Regions from separate parts of the Mus musculus genome. Here region 2 is linked to region 1. A link is a contact called in public Hi-C data. All regions are on one chromosome and are shown on one strand. The core of a region is the stretch at or near the end of the contact, and the rest is flanking DNA. Distances in the headings are between cores, read along the strand shown. Region 1 has its middle 48 kb from the start of Gm52719. Region 2 overlaps Gm2164 (predicted gene 2164).

What was found. A called contact is a pair of places that touch in the nucleus more often than the background predicts.
Region 2: a Hi-C map of cortical neurons shows a contact between it and region 1, with 2.2 times the contacts expected there. The contact joins two enhancer-like sites. A contact is called at or near these places in 5 of 484 Hi-C or Micro-C datasets (the HL-1 cell line, cerebral cortex, cortical neurons and 2 more), 2 of 115 datasets of contacts at active chromatin or transcription factors (embryonic basal ganglia and embryonic stem cells) and 1 of 9 other capture datasets (embryonic stem cells).

Annotation. Positions count from the first base shown.
Region 1 is chr4:124,399,142-124,403,013 of GRCm38.p6, forward strand. No RefSeq gene overlaps it. Among named protein-coding and RNA genes, the nearest start is that of Gm52719, 48 kb to the left of the region's middle. Within about 2 kb of position 2,295, at least 41 of the 459 cell types and tissues checked have an H3K27ac peak or open chromatin away from gene starts, as enhancers often do. A contact at or near this core is called in cerebral cortex, cortical neurons and forebrain, where this site is marked.
Region 2 is chr4:124,593,048-124,596,873 of GRCm38.p6, forward strand. All of the region lies in intron 1 of Gm2164 (predicted gene 2164), which reads right to left. Among named protein-coding and RNA genes, the nearest start is that of 4933407E24Rik, 26 kb to the left of the region's middle. Within about 2 kb of position 2,039, at least 48 of the 459 cell types and tissues checked have an H3K27ac peak or open chromatin away from gene starts, as enhancers often do. A contact at or near this core is called in cerebral cortex, cortical neurons and forebrain, where this site is marked.

The sequences.
Region 1 (3,872 bases), core at 1,045-3,544:
TGCCTCTCACATGTGCACCGTGACACGTGTGTCTACGGACTCGTACACACACATACACAATCATCCTCATAATAAAAGTTTAAAGAAAATAATGCTCACATCTCAAAGCAATGTTTACTGCTTCCTACAATCTGAAGCCTTCCACCTCAGCTGATGTCAAGGCAAAAGGACAAGGTTCCATCTCTGTGCCACCGGCTTCTTGGGTATGTGGGTAGCGCGCTGCTGTATAGCATTCTTGCCATTCAAACCAAACCGATACAATCAGGATGAGGAGAGCTCTAGAGCAGGGTTCCTCAACCTATGGGATTGAATGACCTTTTCACAGGGGTCACCTATCAGATCTCCTGCACATCAAAGATTTATATTACAACTCATAACAGTACCAAAGTTACAGTTATGAAATAGGAACAAAAATAGTTTTTATGGCAGTCACCACAGCATGAGGAACTGTATTAAGAGGGTCTCAGCACTAGGAAGGTTGAGAACCACTGCTGTATACCATCAGTAGTAAAATGATTAGAAACATCACGTGCTGCTTTAGTGCTGACCAGAAACAAGGTTTATGTAATCATAATCTTATGTAAGTTCATCTTCAGCAATGGCCTTATTTAATGGCTGGTTTACCAAATTCTTAAAATGTGATTAGCAGTTTTTACAAGCCATCTCCAACACACCACCCATCCTAGTAGACTTGCTAGGCTGAAATAGGGGTAGAGCTGGGATTTGAACCCAGATCTCACTGACTCCAGACGAAGATATCATCAGCTTCCTGCTTGTGCTGCAAGGTGGAGATGGGGCTGATTAGAAATGCAGATCATTCCTGGGCACCATTAGGAGAAATAAGAGGCACCGATGATCTGTAAGTGCCCAAATAAAGAAAGCTAGTATGGCCGCCCCCTGTCTCCACATAGGGCTTGGGCACAGTCTACCCAGAAGACACCTGTTCTACCTCTATCCCAACTTTTTAATACCGAAAGCTATTTCTTTCACCAAAGCTATTTCTGATTTCAAACATTTTGTTCTCCTAAGAGCTGGGCCACTGATCAAATCCCTCCAGCCACTCCTCTCCACCTCCCAGGGCCTTCCTTTCCTCCCCATCAGAATGAGTGAGGGAGACCAGCTAACCTTGAACAATTCCCCCACCCAGATCTGAAGCACTCAAATATGACTCACTACATAGGCAGTGCCAGAGGTTCTGACAGCTCAGAAAGCAGGTGCCAGCATCAACCCTGTTGGGGTTGGGAGAGCTGCTCAAGGAGGCTCGATGGGAAGCAGAGACCACATGGGAAACAACTGAGCCACTTCAAAGTGCAACCGAACAGGTGACAAGAGACCATCTTTTATGCAGGATAGTGATACATGCCTGGAAGAAAGAAAACCAATTCTGCGTCCCAAGCCACACTGCTGTGTAGAGTGATGGGCCCCTCCCCCCTCTGTACACACGCCTCTTCATCCTCTCAAAAGAGAGGATATTGAACTCTGTGGCCTCTGACTTCTAATCTGATTGTTTATGTCCTCTGCCACACGACGGAATGCAAGGACAGAAGAAAATGACATCAGGCAGGTGGCTGCCAAGCCAGATGGGGCTAAGAGGAGTAGGCAGTACAGATGGTGCAGAACTTCAGCTTCAAGAGGTGCAAAGATAAAGGACTTAGCATGTATAGGTAGGTGCACCTGTGTGCATGGTGTTAGGTAGGAGTGACGTCCCACCTACCAACAACATCCCAGGCTGGGGATGGTCCTGAGGCCTGGACCCAGGGTTCTGTGCCAGCTAGTGAGGCTAGCCGAGCAAGCGTGAGCCGATGCTCCTGGTGTTGCCATGGAAGCCCAGGAATAGTGCAAGCTGGGAGTGACTGTCGGGGTGCAGCTCCCTCAGAAGGAGCCTGTGTCACGCCTTTGGCAGAACATCAGGTGGGAGTCTCAGAGCACAATGAGCTATTGTTCTTTGAGGCTTTACGCTAAACCCGTTTCCAAGGTTTTATGAATCATTTTGCTGCTGATCTTTAAAAAAAATAAAAGAGTAATATACAAGGCACAGTGGAAGGAGCCTTCAGCTTCTTTTCTCTGAGAGAGGAACATGAACTCGTGGAGAACTCCTTCCCACCTTCTGCCTTGATCTCCCCCACAACTGTCAGAAAGGCTACTTTGAAGGCAATGATTCTGGATCATAGCCATGGGCCATCCCAACACTGACGAAGGAAAATAAGAGTCCTGAAGAGGAAACATATAAGCACCCAGGCTTTGGGACTGCCAAGACAAATGAATGACAAGTAGCTCAAACTAAGGCCAAGCAGTTGCTGTGTGACTCAGACAATGTTGCGTCCTTAGGAACTCCCTCCATGAGAACGTCCTGCATGGAGATGAGTCTTTGTCTCTGAGACATGGATTGGCTGCATTTCCAAGGAGGCGAATGCCACTCATGGCCAGCAGCTTCCTGCTCCGTCCCTGGCCCATCTACCTTCATGTGCACTTGGCTTTCTGTATATCTTCTGGCTGACAGTCTGACGTTCCACTCTGAAAGCCAGCCTTCAGAAGAACCTTGGAGTCCAAGGCTGTGCCCCTTAAGTGTGCTCCTACTCCAAAGTAAAATCTAAAGCAGTGGGTCCCTGTCAGGGCACCTACCCAGCCTGCCCTAAGACAAGTTTCAGCAACTTGCTGAACCAGCCACCGATCAGACAGAGAACCTGCTCCAGACAGTAGGTGCTCATTCATAGCATGGCTTCTCTGAAGGCTGTTGTGCTAAATGGGAAGGGAGTGGTTTCTCAGGAGACCACCTGACCCTTCCGTCACAATGGATGAAGACCCAGCCTTGAGATTCCCTAGCTAGAGATGTGGTCCTTCAACTGCTCCGATTCTGAAAGCTGATGTGGCTACAGTTTGTACCTCCCCATATATAGTTTGATCCCTGCCTCAGTTTCTTTCCTGGCCCCCGGAGCCCTAACTTTGAAATACTTCCCAGCTCCCAGCCAACCCTCCCCTTGCCTCCCAGGGCCTCAGTTCCCCACCTCCTCCTACTGGCTGGCTCGGTTTTACAGATGGTTGCAGCCCCGGTTATTATTTAAACGAGCTGCTTCTGGCTCACATGTTAATTAAAACCCGCTGTCCAAAATCTCCTGGTACAATTTGCAGTGTAATCTGTAGCCTCTAGTGCATCATTGTATCTCTATTAAAAGGGATTCTCTGTAATGATGCGGGGATTTAATTAGTTTCTTTGCCAATGTTGTAAAACACAGTGATAAACGAGCCAACAGGTCCGTGGATCATTATTCTCCTCAAGATGAGCTTATTAGCTGATTATGAATCATTAACAAAGTCTACACGGGATTTTCTTATCTAATTCAACACAATTTTTAACATTCAGTGCTCAACATCCATTCCTTGCAACCAGCAACATTGTGTGGTGATTGCGATCTCTATGTGTGGCTCTCTGCTCTGGGCTTAGGTCTTCCCCCTCTTATTTAATTTGAGCTATATGGCGGGAGGACTCGAGAACAGGGACTGGGGACGACACTGTGATGAATCCAGAGTTTTATTTTATGACGGGAAGCAGCTACTATGAACTGGAACTGGCAGCCCATATTTTTGTGCTGGTATAAGTGTGTGTTTGTATATTCTCACATCTGGGGAGGGATACACACACTTTGTGCACATGTGTGCATCAGTAGTAGAGGGAAAGTCTGGGGACATATGTGCTCCTGTATACATGGAAGTGTAAAAGCTATATTCACACGTCTGTATATCCTTTTGTATAGGTATGCTCGTGTATACAAGCAAGTAGATGCATGTTAGGGGGAATTCAATAGAAGATATTTCTGAATAGGCTTTCAGGCTAACGTTATTTCAGTACCCCCTGAGATGCCCGAATCTCCCAG
Region 2 (3,826 bases), core at 789-3,288, 190 kb after region 1:
ACAGTCACTGCTATCACTCCACTCACAGAGGAAGAAACTATGTGGAGTCTGAGAGCCAAGAGCAAAACAAGGCTTCCTGAAGACAAGGCCCTACCATGACCATCACTCAGGTAGCACCATCCTGAGTGTCTGGGAGTCAGGTGGTGAAGAGAGCAAGCTCCTCCCAACAGAAAGGGACAGAGCCTTCCACTAATTGGTTCAAGTACTTCTTTTGACCCTAATTAGTTATTTGTCATGTCTCCATTTGCATACCAGAAAGAGGCAAATTTGCATATTTGTAAATGAGACTGGGCCTAGATGTGGGTTCTGGAAGAGCCTGGCAGTTGCTGGCAGGCCTGGGAGGCAGCTGGCTCTTGCCACTAAGGCTTGGGAAGGGGAGATCTGGAAGACAGCTCCTTGGCTACAGGCTGAAAGGTGCTCTAAGAGGGGGTTGGGGGGTCAGACAGGACAGCCTTTCTCCACTCCCTCCCTACCCTGGAGCTAAATTGAGTGCTGGGCAGCAGTGGGGATGGGGGAGCCCAATACTGCTATTTTGATTAGATGGGAGAAGGAGGGGGAATATAAAGTGATTTCAGGACGTTCTGTGCTAAAAACCTTCTGTTCGCATCCTTGGATAGAACCTGTATCGCTTACAGGGGGTGGGGCCCCCCTCCTTGGTGGGCCCCCCTCCCTCCTCTCCATCCCCAGAGAGGAAAATGTTCAGGAGAGGTGGAGGTCAGAAAGCATACCCCGATGGCTTCTCACCCCCCTTCTCCCTCTTGAACTCTTACTCTGACACCCTCTGCCTCTCTCCTGGGCTCTTACTTTGACACCTACAGTCGATCTACTTGCACACACACACACACACATGCACGCACGCACACACAGGCACGTGCCTCAGCCTTCTCCCCCACCCCACCCCACCCCCGTACTGAAACACTCAACTCCTCCAGAATCATAGAGGTACACACGCAACTCAACTGGAGAGGCACATTCGCACATGCAAACATTCCCAGGCTTTCCTCAACACACACATTCACGCCCTTACACATACAGACACACACGCAAACACTTGAACATAGATGTAGGCATACAGACTCACTTAAGCTGTGCATAAATATTTACACACAAGACATACTCATGCGAGCACATCCTTGCTAGGACCAAATTTCTTGGAAATTTCTGGAGATTCTGACCCCTCTCTGCCAGGGCATCTGGTGCCTCTTTGGGGGAAGAGACAAAGAGACTAGGGAACATCCCTTTTTGTTATTGTTATTTTCTTTCTAGTTTTTTTTTTTTTTAACCGTTTCAAGGTCTCACATAGCCAGGGTGATCCTAAACTCACTATGTGGCTGAGATTACCTTGAACTTCTGCTCTTCCTACCTCTACCCCCCTCCCACTTGCTGGCATCACAGGTATGTCCCACTGTATCTAGTAGATAGAAAGGGAATCGGTGTGTCCCCCAGAAATAAGACTTCAGATCAGCATCCGGACCAGCTCTTCCTGAGAAAGCCAATGACCAGTAAATACCCTCGGCTCTTTGACCTCAATCCTGGAACAGAAAGGGGGGCAGGCAGGGATGGAAATGGGAGAAGCTAAGGTAGACTGATAGTACCTGGCCCAAGCATCATCGACTTGTGATTTCCTTGTCAACCTCAGAGGCCAGCGTGACCTAAAGGGATGTGAGCTGCTGCATCTTCAAGCATAGGGACACTGTGATTCTCAACGCAAAGGACCATCCACTGGCTTCTGGGGTCTGAGATCCGGGCAGTAGGCTCTGGGGCCTGGAGACACAGGGTCAGGACCCAGAGCCGCTGCCACTGTCCCCATTCCTGGGCACCACCTCTCCAAAGCCTTATCTCAAAGGCAAGCTAAATAGCTCTGTATTTGTAAATTAAATATAGCCGTACTTCAGCTTTCCAAAGAGCCGGGAAGGAGAGAAGGAGAAAGAAAGAGAGGAAGGGAAGAAAAGCTGCCGCCCTCAGGAAAGTCTGGCTGGTACAGATTGCCTGAGTCATGAATATTCATCTGGCGAATGAGGAGAGCGGGAGTTTGCATAACAGCTCCACCCACCCAACTGAAAGAAATGTCACCGCCTTTGCCAATAAAGTGCCAAAGGAAGCTGGTAGAGGCTGCCAGCCAGACGGTGCCAAACTGCTGACTTCCACTCCTAGTCGTGGAGAACGTACATTGTTTCCGGCCCAAGGAGCGCCACTCGGGGCTGAGGAATGGAGCTGGCTCCTGGGAAAGAACCAGGAAGCAAAGTTGAAAGTGGCACAAGCCACCCACAAGAAACCTAACGGCAAGAGAGGCCGCAGCCTGACTGTTTTTGGCTACCATCAAGGACCCTGGTGGGCCAGCATCCCAGCTTGCCTCAGCTGACAGTATCAGGGTATGGACTGCCTTAAAGAAACCTCAAAAGGGGTCTTCTCGAGTCTCTTGAGTCTTTGAGGGCTGGAAGGCAAGGAGATAGGACAAGTGTCACTTGGAGAAAGCGCACCCACCTTCTGTAGAAGGTTATATTCCAACTGTCAGGAATTTGTCTTTCTCCAGGTTCACAGTCATTTCCAGGGAGATATCTTTTTTCCTCACACCCATCCTTAAGACAGGAAGTTTCCCTGTCCTCTGACTGCTCCAGTCCCGAAAGGGACCTGGTTCCCAGAAGCTGTGCTTCCATGCTGACTGTGAGATTCCAGCCCAGGACAGGACTCAAATGACAATCCTCAAACCATTTCAATGGAACTGCTACTTCTATCCATCCCATCCTCACTCCTGCATCAGATCGGAGCCTCTACAGAGTCTCTGAATGGCGCTGGTTAAGTCTCCTGGGTCAAGAGCGTCCATCTCAGCCTGGCAGTTCAGTGTGGACCCACTGAGATCAAAGTCGGTCTCCTACCCCTAGATTCCCTCTTGAGAAGGCTAGGAGAGAAAATGCCACTCTGCGGGGCACCATCTGAGTGGCACCTCTGGGTGTCATTGCAAACACACTGCCCACTTGCCTGTCTGGCACAGCTGGCTCCCGACAGTGATCACCTGAACGAACAGGAAAACCGGAGCTCTGTACTCAGAGCTTTTCTCGGGGTACAGAAAAGCAAGTAGGACAGTGGGCGTTGCCAGCTGCTGCTCCCACAGTGTGGAATTTAGGCTGTGGATTCGGGGCTGGGTAAGGATATACACACGTGCACACCTTCACAGACTGCTCAGTTCGAGCATCTGAGGACTCTTAGGTAGAACACATAAAGACACACAAGCCAAGAGGGGGAGGCTGCAGGATCTGAGGGGAGAGTACCCACTCTGAGAAACCAGGAAGGCCCCTCCTAGGGCTCACGGGACCCCTGAGGCTTGTGCTAACACAAACCCAGAACTTAAGCTCGCTCAGCTGAGATTTGTCTCCGCTGTGCTTGGGGCTCCCAGGAGCCCGGATCCTTTACTGCTTCTGCCACAGTGAAAACATCTGCGGTAGGGTGCAGAGGCCTTCAGAGAACAGACCTAGAGTCTGCCTCTTTGCCATGTACCCACCCTGACCCCAAAACAGCCCCAAATCCTGTCACCTTCTCTAGCCCATTCATCCTACTAAAGATACACTGTTAAATTCAAAGATTTCTGCAAATGTGTGGAGAATTCTAAAATCCACACTGAACAAATTTCTTCCCCGAGGGACTACTCAGGGCCTTTACTGTTTACACACGGGCCAGTCTGTGAATTTGACATTTCACGGACCCAGAATCCTTTTCTGTGGAACACTTCAAGAAACTAAGATTCATGGGGTTAATTTTTTAGGAAAGTGTTTCCACAGATTAAAACATCTAATCCCCCAGCCTCCGCTCTTCTCCTAAGTGGGCCTCT